Regions from separate parts of the Oryzias latipes genome. Here region 1 is linked to region 2. A link is a contact called in public Hi-C data. All regions are on one chromosome and are shown on one strand. The core of a region is the stretch at or near the end of the contact, and the rest is flanking DNA. Distances in the headings are between cores, read along the strand shown.

What was found. A called contact is a pair of places that touch in the nucleus more often than the background predicts.
Region 1: a contact with region 2 is called in a Hi-C map of embryo, with 2.3 times the contacts expected there. The contact joins two enhancer-like sites. A contact is called at or near these places in 2 of 5 Hi-C or Micro-C datasets (embryo and fibroblasts).

What each region holds. Positions count from the first base shown.
Region 1 is chr19:15,196,400-15,202,173 of ASM223467v1, forward strand. LOC101161194 (heparan sulfate glucosamine 3-O-sulfotransferase 3B1) reads right to left here. Exons shown (of 2, transcript XM_020711996.2): 2 at 1-43. Among protein-coding and RNA genes, the nearest start is that of LOC101161194, 15 kb to the right of the region's middle. Within about 2 kb of position 4,517, at least 5 of the 8 cell types and tissues checked have an H3K27ac peak or open chromatin away from gene starts, as enhancers often do. A contact at or near this core is called in embryo, where this site is marked.
Region 2 is chr19:15,087,907-15,093,858 of ASM223467v1, forward strand. No RefSeq gene overlaps it. Among protein-coding and RNA genes, the nearest start is that of pmp22, 32 kb to the left of the region's middle. Within about 2 kb of position 1,650, at least 1 of the 8 cell types and tissues checked has an H3K27ac peak or open chromatin away from gene starts, as enhancers often do. A contact at or near this core is called in embryo, where this site is marked.

The DNA of each region.
Region 1 (5,774 bases), core at 3,267-5,766, 110 kb after region 2:
CTCCATGGTGATCTGGCCCTCCAGGGTCTTCGGCATCAGCTCCCTAAAAAGAAAGAGAATTAAAGGTTAGGAGAAGGGTAAGATGGAGAAAGGTCTCGGATAATGTAATCAAGCTGATGGAGTGTACTGCGTTCTGCAATCAATGACTCACTGAGCCTGTTTAGCCTTATTACAGAGCTTGAAAACCTATTAGTGCAGGCAGCTCTCCAATGTCAACAATCTCACTCAGTCAGGAGATATCTCACTTTAAAAAAAAGAAAAGAACCCCTTAGAAAACCTTCATTTACTACACGATTATAGGGATATTTAGAAACATTATCCAAGTTCTGTTTAAACAAGTGAGGAATTAAAATCATGTGTTTTCCTAAAGCTAATCTGGCCATATGTTCCTCTTTTGGGATGAATCTCACCCACTTACATTAACGTGGCTTTCTAAAATTATTTTCCAAGCCCTTATTTCTCAAACCAGTCCAAGCTTTAATTCTCCTTTGATCATAAGAAAAAAAAAATCAAAGCCTTAGCCAATTTAGAGTGACGAATGGACAGATAGAAGAAAAGACAGTGAATTTTTTTGTTAAACCTAGAGCTGTTGGTTTATTTTAAGCTCATATAAAACTTAAAAGACTGATATTGTGTCTGCCAATTCTGGCCATCCCAAAAATAAGGAGACATGGGGGACAAACAAGCTTGACAATTGTAGAATCTCAGCCAAGTTATCAATGTATAAAGGAACAAATGGAGACTGCTATGTTTGGTGAATACAAGCCCCTGAAGGTTATTAGTGCAGTGGTCCCCGACATGGGACAGCTGGTACCAGGCGGCAGAGAAAAAAAAAAACAACCTACATTTTTATTTATAATCTGATTCTAGAAAATTACAGGATTTTCTGCACCACATTCAACTCATTCTTAACGCTTGTCAAGTCACTCTGTCATGTTTCTAAAATCCAACTGCTACTTTCCCAAAGCGGGACCTTTAAACTGAAACCTCTGAGCTAGCAAAGTTAACAAGAAACAAACATATTGGGAAAGGGTTAAGGCACTGAGAAGCCAATGAAGAAACAGAAGAAGAGTCCTCGACTTCAAAGATAAAAGGAAAGCTCCTCTTAACAGACAAAAAACAGGAGTCTTTACTCGAAACATGGATTTTTTGTGAAGCTATGGACACACTGGACATGTGACGCAAGTTCAGTAATGCACTAAACGCCAGTTCTTGAACACGCATTTAGCCCACTGTGTTCACACTGGATGAGCAGTGCATGTCCACCACCTACAGTTGGAAGACACTTAGTGCGAAACTTTGAAGCGTTGCAAATCTTGTAAATCCTGCTCCAGGCTTCTTCCTTTACGGTTCTTTTTCGATATATGATGGACTTGGTGTCATCTAATTTCTCCTCCACCTCCTCAGTTTTCAAACAGTTGGCACTTCTGTTAATTAAAGGGATGTCATCAATAAATCATTTATTAAACGTTTGACCTATTTAACTTTCAATTCACGTTTTGTACATAGAGCCTGAAAACATTTGTAGAAACTTGCATAGCTATGGGTGAATGCAAGAGTTTTGAACGCAGACGCCAGAAATGCTAATTTATGCGCGTTTACTTAAACTTTTCATCGAAAGTGCTCACGTGAACACGCGTTGCAGAGGGCAGTGTGAATATAGCTTGACAGTTGTTCCCTCACTCCACATATTAAATAAATAGTCCACTTCTTGTGAAAAAAGATTTAATACCAAAACTTAACAACATTTAAGTACTGTTATTTAATGTTCATTTCTGTCGTAAGTGACCATGGTATAAGCAGGAAAATGCTCTCCAAGGTGTCTATTATCAGAAATGACTAGGTTATATAAAGGCGTGAACTGTCCAAAGCAGAGCCCAGTCCAGGCTGGTCCGTGAAAATACTGTCTGACACTAAACCGCTCCGTGGCCTATAAGGTTGGGGACTGCAAATTTATTTTTGTATTCAAATGTGCTTCAATCTAGACATCAAAGGGTTATCTCAGACTTTATACTCAGTTATGAATCCAAGCCCTCTCCTTCTACCACATATTCCCCTTCTCCATTTCTTTATTGTTGTGATATCTCAACCAACAGCAGACTGACTAAAAAGAAATCAAACAACCAAGGCACTGAAAGTTGATCAGGTTTGTTGCAGCTTTTTTGATACAAAAGAGATCCTTTTATAATGACTAGAAAGGTTTAGATCAGCACTGTCTACACAAGCAGCACTTGAAAGTGGCTGGTTCCATAGAAAGTGAATGCGCTTTGCTCTCTCAGCATTAGGTTTCACAACTGGTGGCAAACCGCAAAGTCAAGATTATGGAGGAGCCGATAAGAGCTGTTTGACTGACATTGGGGGATATATCATCTTTCTCTGTCTGGGCTCTGGACCAGGAAGAAAACCAGCCTGAGTGATCTACATGGGATCAAATGCTTCTTTCAGATTCCCAGTGGACAGATAAGGGGTCAAATTTTGAACTGTACAACAGGTTATGTGAAAAGTAGCTTTTTTTTTTTACGCATTTAGCCTCGTGTGACAGCCAGACCAGACATCAGACTGGCTTTACCCTTCCGGCTGCCTGACACAAAGTCAGTGTAATGTGAGAAGGAAGCAGGTAATTGTCAGCAGAATTTGTTGCCTACTGCACGCTCTGCTCTGACAGCTCACCTGTTGCGCATTGCGTGTCAAGACAGACCATTTTTTAAAACGTGTTCGCCATAGCCTTCTGATTTTTGTGATCATCGTTTCATGATCAGTTAAAAATGGAAGGCTGTTTTAAATAATGTTGGAAAACTAAAGTAAATTGTGATCAATACACAAATAAGCATTAAAAAGAAAGATAACCAATGGCATCGATCTATCAGAGCACACACCAACTCTGTTGTACCCCTAAAGCCTGCTTTTGTTGTGAAAGCTTTTTAAGCTGAAGCAAACAAGGAATCTGGAAAGCTTCACCTGGACTGTTCAATACCTAGGTATTAATCTCTAAGTCACATTGGTTGAATGTTCGGCTAAACATGTCCTAGATCGCCTTTAACCCTTGTGCTATCTTAGATGACCCCACCCTTACATTGACGTGTTCTCCCTACCATGACAAAGGTGGATAAAGGTGGAAAGATTTCATGTAATCCATGGACACCAGTGAAGATCACAAATCATTGAAGAAAAAAGGTTCAGAGCACTGTCTAGTGGGTCTAGATGACCCAACTCCCAATGGTAAAAAGTGCTTAGGAAAGCACAAGGGATACTAAGAATCAGATGGTTCAAAATGAACCAATGTGAACATGACTATGAATCAGATCGTTGGTAAAATGAATCGTTACAACCTCAGCTATTCAGATGTCGCCGGCAACATCTTCACTGTTAAGCTTGTTAAATTATATTTTCAACTTGAGGTAAAAGAAAAAAAAAAAAGATGAAACGCTGGACACTTTCTTTGCAAGGTCTGGCACTACTCCACAAAATAATGCAAGAGCTGAAATCTAGTTCATGCCCATTAACACATGGTTAATTCATGCAATGCAGAGCTCGGTGCTCAAATTTGTGTGCAAAGAGTAGGAGAAAAAAAAAACATCAAATGGTGATGTCAAGTAACCAAGAAAATGAAATGGCATAAGTAGATTTGCATAATCCCAATTCACCATTAGTGATCTAATTATGATAGCATCACCCTGAATGCTGACATGTCAGAGCGGTGAAGGGAGCAAACAGGGGTGCAAGGCTGCCACTAGAATCTCACTAATGGACTGGTGAAATCAACACACTCAACGAACTCTGTGCATGCAAGAGCGTGGGGGATCCTGCAAACTGCAAACCAAACAACTTAAACGGTGCTGCACGTCGCCGATCTCTCGATGCACAATGGTGAGAGTGGTTGCAACCTTTTCGTCAACCCATGTGCCAAGATTCAAATAAAAAAAAGAGCCCCGAATTAAACTGAAAATGCTGCGCAGTCTAATCCGATTTCAATATGACAATACGGCATGGAGATGGGGAGGAGGCTGGAGTTACAATGTGACAGATTATGCTGATCCAAGCGAAGGGACTCCTCTTTTTAACAGCTAGTGTTGGGGGTTGCAGAAGCATAAAAAAAGGGGGACGGTGCGAAAGAAAATGGTGAGGAAGCCTTTTTTTTAAAAGCAGCAATGCCACAAGAAAAGATCTCCTCCTCCCCCCCACCCAAATAAAAAACCTCCACCTCTGACTTTACCCACTCAGGCTGCCAAAGGAGCAAATCAGGGTGTGAGAAGGGAGAAAAAGGAGAAGAAGAGGAGGGGAATTTTAGTGCGACAAGTAGCTCTTGCAGAAACAATGCCCATTATGTTCATTTTTGATTTATGAGGTGCTGCTTTTAAAGATCCCGTCAGCAAACAGGCAGTCCTGTGACACCGGCCTCTTCTTTTTCCCCTGCTTTTCTTTCAAAGTGAACCATTGTCCCTGACCACTGAGCAGGGCAGCGGTCAGGGCCGAGGGGCGGTGATGGGGGCAGGGTAGAGAGAGGGCAAGATAGAGGAGGAGGAAGGCTGGGAGGTGTGTGGGAGGGAGGGTCATCATTGGCAGCTGAGTGAAGCACTTCTTCATCCTTAAGAGAGGCCCTTTGGAGGGCTCTTGAGCAAAGCGTGTGCCAAAACTGTCCTCCAAACAACACCCTGTTCTCTTTAGATAACAGCGGCCCCTCAGGGTCCGGCTGTCTGCCGCGGCAACAATAATACTGTAAAGATCTAATATCATGACACAAACTTCCTTCCTTCCTTTGCTGGTGTGCTTTAGAACCTGCACCTTTACCCTCCAAGACTAATTCCATGTGGGAAGACGTGATAAGACAGAAGGCAGAGGCCCCTGTCAAACGGTTGCATTAAACGTGGGCAGGCGGAGAAGGCCTCTGGCCTGAGTTTTAAAGAGCCATCATCCCAGTAGATCTAAACGGGAGGCAGGAAACAGGTTATTTCTGTCTGATGCTTCCGCCTCCCCCCTGTCACTTTTGATGTGAAGATAAGGGGCTGCCACTGAGCCACCGTGTGTCACAGCATCCCAGACGAAACGACTAGTTTGCTCACAGACAAAAGGAAAAGCCTCACGTCTGTCGATTTTCGATCCGGAATGTTTTCAATTGTCTCACATGTCTGGTTGTTTGAAGGGGGAAAGATTTGAATCTCAAATTAGGGGTTTGTACATTTGAATGCGAGAAAATCAGAGGGCATTTTGTGTCAGCAGCGAAAGGAGGGTGGAGTTCACCATTTAGAGTTGGAGCCGTTTCCATGACTTCAAGACCCAAGTGAGGGCCATCTACCCGTGGGAGGTGACACCACCGAGGCGATCACAAACACCAAACAGTAAGCAAAGAAGCTCCAGGGTAAACTTACCTGTCACAATAAAGCAAGATCAGAGAAGCAAACACATCCCAATCCCAGAAATCCAGGACTTTGAACAGCATGTTTTAGCCATTTTAGTTCACTCTTTTCTGATCCAGGTTTGACGTAACAAGTGCAAAGAGGGAGGATAAAAAGTGGGAGAAAAAAATGCTAAAAGTTCTCTGAGTTCCCTTTTTCTCCAGCTGCTCCTAACCACAGACTTTTCTCAAACTGATGTGATGGACTTTTTCAGAAAAAGGCTTTATTTATTTTTGGGTCGTTAAAGACCCACTCTAATGAAAATAGTGTTTTGGGTGTTTTAAAACATGATCTTGTGGCTTTTTTTCTAATGATGGAGGACAAATATTAGGAAAATTAAGCTTACAATTGCATGCTCCGAGCTCTCAGCAACGGGGAGGG
Region 2 (5,952 bases), core at 400-2,899:
AAGGCCTCCTGGATTCTCCCCTCTTTCTTATGATAATGGTCCAATCAGTATGGCCAGAATGATGAAAATGCCAGCCGGCTTATCTCAGTGGGACAGCTTGGTGGTGGTATGGAAGCCCTGTCAGGAAAACAAGAACCTTTTCCTAAACAAGGAGGATACAGCTCTTTTTCCCCAGCCAGATACAACACTATTCTGTGCATTAGCACATATTTGACTTCATAGATGTATGTGAACCATGCAAAGTAGAGTGTGCTTGTGTGTGCTTGTTTGTAGTGTTTGTGCCCACATGTGTGTCATGTGTCAGTCTGTGTATGGGGCAGGTCTATGTTAAAACAGTAATCCAGTGATCTCACATTTCCAGAGTGATAACTGCTGACCAGGGACAGACTAATTCCACCCCCCACCCCCACCCCTGTGCATCTTTCAATGTGCATAAATATTTCTGGAAAAAACTGAATTTGACTGGCTACAACCTGAATTTCTGAATGGGGAACATTTTTATTTAATTTTATTTAACCCTTGAGACGTTGCAACACCTTAATAACACACGCTCTTTGACATACTGTATATCTTTTATTGTTTATGTAAATCAGCTAATGTAGAGGAAAGCGGAGTGCATGACAGTTTTGTGCTGGATTACCAACATAAAGTGTTGCGTAAAAGCATAGAATCAGCTGATTCATATTTACTGCGTAAATGGTTAAAGAGTTACATTTGTCGAAAGAATAGAAACAAAGAGTTAAAGAATTTGTCTATCTATATCTATATAGATATATACATATACATACATCTTCAGGGAATGACAACAGGTGCTTTGAGTCAGTCAGTCAGTGAGCGTTTCAAGCGTTTGGTCACATTGTGGATGCATCCACCGATGGATGCTAGCACGGTCTCTGGCTTGGGCGAAATGTGTTAACTACCAGTAAGGGGATGTTCTTGCCAAATGGGGAGGGGTAGAGTCTGGGTCTGGATTGGAATTGGCTGTGCGTCCTTCTCTGAACACAAGATCTTAAGTTACAATCAAGGCATTAAGCCAGATTAAGATGGAATCGCCGTCCGTCTCTCCGCTGAGTAGACACACAGCTGTCCCTGGCAAGTCTGCCCTAAACTGACAAGCTTCTCAGGATTTTTTTTATTTGTTTTTTAAGGACATGTGTTTCTACTTGAGGTCTTGTCCAGTCAAAAATAAACATACCAGAGTAAGAGCAGCCACCTTCCACTCTGTGTGGTTAGGAATAGCTGTTAGAGATGTGCTGACTCGCACTTGCAACTTATTGCAAGTCTCTCCAGGACTGCAGTTCTGTAATGAGAGGCCATTATCACCACCCTGCTCTGAAGATAAGAGAAACCCAGCCTGCAGATGCTCCACCATCATCACCCAGGAATAGCCACATGACGGCTGTGCCTCCAAATGAAATCTGCCCTCGTCTCTCTAGCTGCCCATTACCTCAGATGTTTCTTTTTTATCTCTTTTCAGATGGTACTTTTGTCCAAGCAGCTCCATCATTGTCCTTCATGCTTCAGGTTAGTTGTGTGCCTGTGCATGTGGTGGGAGTGAAGACATCAGCCACTCTGAGGCTCCTTAGACTAAACGTAGCTCCATCAGAGGATAGGAATGGGCCGTGCGGCGTGCCAACGGAGCTTCAACTCATGAGCTCATTTTCTGCTGGGGTGCGTGTGGAGTAGAGATGTCTGCAGTCTGCTAAAAAGAGTGCACATGTTTGGGAACTTTGGGACAGCTCAAGTTACATTATGTGTGAAATTTCTCTGTGACATCATGCACATAATCATTAGCACAAGGTTGCAACTAAATGCAGATGTCACACCATGGAAACTGTCAGTGTGGATTGTTGTGACTGAAGCCTGTAGCTCATGTCCTCCTATTGAGACGTTGACATAAATTTATTAAAACTCAGTACATTTAAAAGGAAAATTTGAAAGGTTTTTTAAAATCCAAATCTTTGTCATCAGGGGAGGAGGTCCTCATAACCCAAAATAGCACAAATAGAAGGTTGTTTTAAACAAACTAAAAATCTCACTAAATTCCAAAGAAGAGGCGTGTTTGAGAAAAACAAACTAAAGTCCTTTATTCTCTGTGTCCTATGCTCACATAAAGGGTTTCGACCCTCAATTAAAAGGACAAATACATAGAAGATGAGGAACATGTTGACACAATCTCAGACTATAAGCTGCACATGCCCTCATTTTAATTGGAAATGGTCGTAAGAAAAGGGCTGCATGATGGTGTAGTGGTTAGCACTCACTTCCCCCCCGGTTGAAATCCCAGCTTCTGTGTGGAGTTTGCATGTTCTCATGCATGTGTGGGTTTTCTCCGGGCTCTCCGGTTTCCTCCCACAGTCTAAATACATGCTTCATAGGTTAATTGGTGACTGTAAAGTGACTCTGGGTGAGTTTGTGTGTGGTTGCATAGCCCTGCAACAGATAAGTGAACTATATGAATGTACCCCACCTTTGCCAGTTGCTGGGATAGGCTCCAGAAATTCTGTGCCCCAAAAGAGATCAAGTAAGTTTAGAAGATGGATTGATGGAAGACAACATTTTCAGATTAGGATTTTGTGAGGGAGCAGTTTTGTCAACAGTTGTCTTATGGCGGATTTACACTGGTCCATTTGCACAAACTTTACGCAGGTGTTCCATTTCCAGTCTGTCGATCTGTCGATTTCCCTACAAAAAGCTGGAGAAAAGGGAACCAGGTTTAACAACAAAATTCCGATTTACTTTTAAAATTAAAATATTCAATGTGACGTGCCCACATGTTAACACCGAAGAAATTTTGGAAGTAGAAAACCAAAACATAATTTAGGACACAAAACATACATTTTGCAAGAACTCAGTGAGGAAAGAAGACAAGGGAGACGCACCGCAGACAGACCGGTGTATTACCCATAATGCATCATGTATCCCTTTTTATAGAAGATGATATATAGTTATTAGTTCAAAATTATGAAGGGTGCATCAAGGGTGAAATCATGTTCTTGTGCCAACTCAGTTTTTGAGTTCAAGTTTTAACATGTTCTTGTGCATTTTTCTCACAATGAAGGTCATTTGTAAAGAGAATTAAGTTAAACATTGTGTTTCTGAGTGTTTCATTATTCAAATAATTTAAATCAGGAGCAGAAAAAAATGCAACTGGAAAAAGTCAATAGCAGTGATGCAGGAGCTATAGTCGGCCGGCCACAAGATCCCTGCTCAGGTCCGTTCCACTTGTAGACGACTAGATCCATGTCTTCATTTTCCTCGTCCGAGCTGGCACCTGGCTCAAAGCTGAATTGCTGAATAGCTCCAATATTGCTCGATTTTTGCTTCACTGCTAATGTTAGCTTGGGGTTGGGAGGGGTTGTAAGGCAGCGGAGAGAATGCAAGCAATGGGATGATGGGAAGTCTGGACAGGCTCGCTTTGCAGCAGTGGTGACTTTCTGAACAGCATATTCATAATTAAAAGACCACTGGGATCAATTCTAAAATAGATAAAAAGATGACCAGAGTGGTACTTTAAAGTTTTTACCTGGCCAGTTTTATGTTTGTTTGTTTTTTTTTAAATAACAAATGTGTTTGAGAAAAAGAAAAAAATCACCATTAAAAAATACCAGTAATCAGTATTGAATATTTCATGCAAAAAGTAATTGGTATTGAATCTTGAAAGTCTGGTGTTGCCCATCACAAGGAAAAACATTCTAATGGGGAGCATGAGATGATGTCATGCTGTGTTCAGTGTGTACATCCCTGTACCACCTAAAACATATCAGGAATGCTCTTGCAAAACCGAAAAAAAAGCCTGTATGCACTCTGCCATGACCCAACCTATTGCATATAATTAATGTCTGCTGCACTAATGTCACACTAATGTCTGCCAAAATCCAGCTGCATGTTCATTAATCACCCTGGACCAATAAGGGCAAACAGGCTTCCAGACATGTGTTTTCACCTCTAACTCTGGGAATTTTTCTTTAACAGCGACCCATTGTCTCTTTCCCAGCATATTTGGCACCTATCATGAGCCACCATTGAGCCAACAACTGAGACCAAATGGTCCTTCATCACTATTTAACTAAACATCATTTATAACATCAACTGCACTGAGGCAAATGAAGACATAGTCCTTAAAATCTTTTCACAGCCTTAAACAAACTCCACCTGAGGGATGTGACAGTTACTATTAGGAATAAATCAGCACATCAGTCATTGGTTTGTTCTTATTTTTCTCATCACACATACATATTTTAACCATATCTATGTTCACAATTTGTTTTCTTCCTCTCTATAAATGTCTGATTCTCGATGGTGCCACCTTACTTTTCCTCCAGTTAATACACAGCTTCCAGATTTAAAAAAAATAAAAATAAGATTTCAGTTGCCAGCAGGTGTAAAAACAAGCAGGGAGGAGGGAACAGGAAAGGATGATGAGGAGGAAGAGGTGAGATGTGCTTTGCTCCTGTTAAGACTGCTGGGTTTTGTCTGAGGCTCATTCATGTGGCAAAGGACCATTAATCATTTCTGCTCCCTGACATGACCCCAGCAACTCACACACACACACACTCACACACGTCTGTGTTGGCACATATTCAAAGGTGAACCCTTTAATTTAGCAAAAAACCTGTTTTCCCCTCCACACACACTCATCCCATCAAAATGTCAAATCATCCGCTTTATACAAACACCTATCTATCCATTCATCATCCCACGCTGAGGCATGCCTGCACCCACTAATGACTCATCAAATGTGCATTTAGAAAGAGCACAATCGCACCGTCAAACCCAAGAAAATAAACTGATCGTGCAATACTTCACAAAATGAGCTGTTGTCACCACAAAAGTACAAACAATAAACCACCATTTCCTCAGGTTCTCTGTTCTTCAGACTTCTGTCACTTAGAGCTGCTTCAGAAAAAAGCATTATTAAATCCAACAATGATAGGTCAGGCCTCATCAATTAAGGTTTTGAGGAAATGTTTGCAGTTTAAAATCTTTGTTTTTCAGCTTGTTGAATCATAGAGGTTAAAATTTATAAAGATGGTACAACATGTTGTTTTAATTTCATTTTTGTAATTAATGATGTACAAAATTTCATAAATAAATGTTTGTATGACTTTTTTGAAGAAGTGCCATTTTTAAACACAATAGTTTGATTTAATTGGAAAAAAATGTTTATCTTTGTTTGTTTTTTAAGTTAGGTTTTATATATCGAACATTTAAAGTAAATTTGTTTAATTGTTTTCTAGAAATATTTAATGAAAATAAGTAAACAGATGACTGAAGCTCTTCCTCATCAGGGTGCTGTTCCCAAACTCACCACTAGGGGCTATCTCCTCCACAGCTTTAATTTCAGCAGCTCAAAGCAGAATTTCTGCCCTCAAGCTTCAGAGTTTTCATGACAAAGCATTAAAGACTTATCATCCTACAGAGAGAAATCACCAGGAGAGATTCCAGTGAGCAAAATATTGACCTTTATTTAGAATGATAACATTTTTTTATTTGTATCCCTTTTAAAAGCATTTTTCTGGTGTGAAAAAGAAATATTAAAGTTTATCAGTAAGGTGAATATACATGAGCATAACCATGTAATTACTTAAATGTCATTTTAAAAATTGACATTTTGATTGAAAGATTTTATGTTGCAAAAATGAAGAGCTAAAAAAATAAGAGCTGATAAAGACCTTTCTGTGTGGACTTTGCATGTTTTCCTTACGCATGTGTGGGTTTTCTCCAGGTACTCCAGCTTCCTCCTACAGTCCAGGAAAAGGCTTTATAGGTTAACTGGTTACTCTAAAGCAGGGGTGCCCAAATCCAGGCCTTGAGGGCTGGCACCCTACATGTTTTCCAACCAACCTGCCATTGAAGGTCCTTATTGACTAAACACACCTGATCCAGGTAATCAGCAGCAGATGGTAAGTGGCGTAAACTTGTATGGCGCTTTCTACCTTCCTCAAAGGC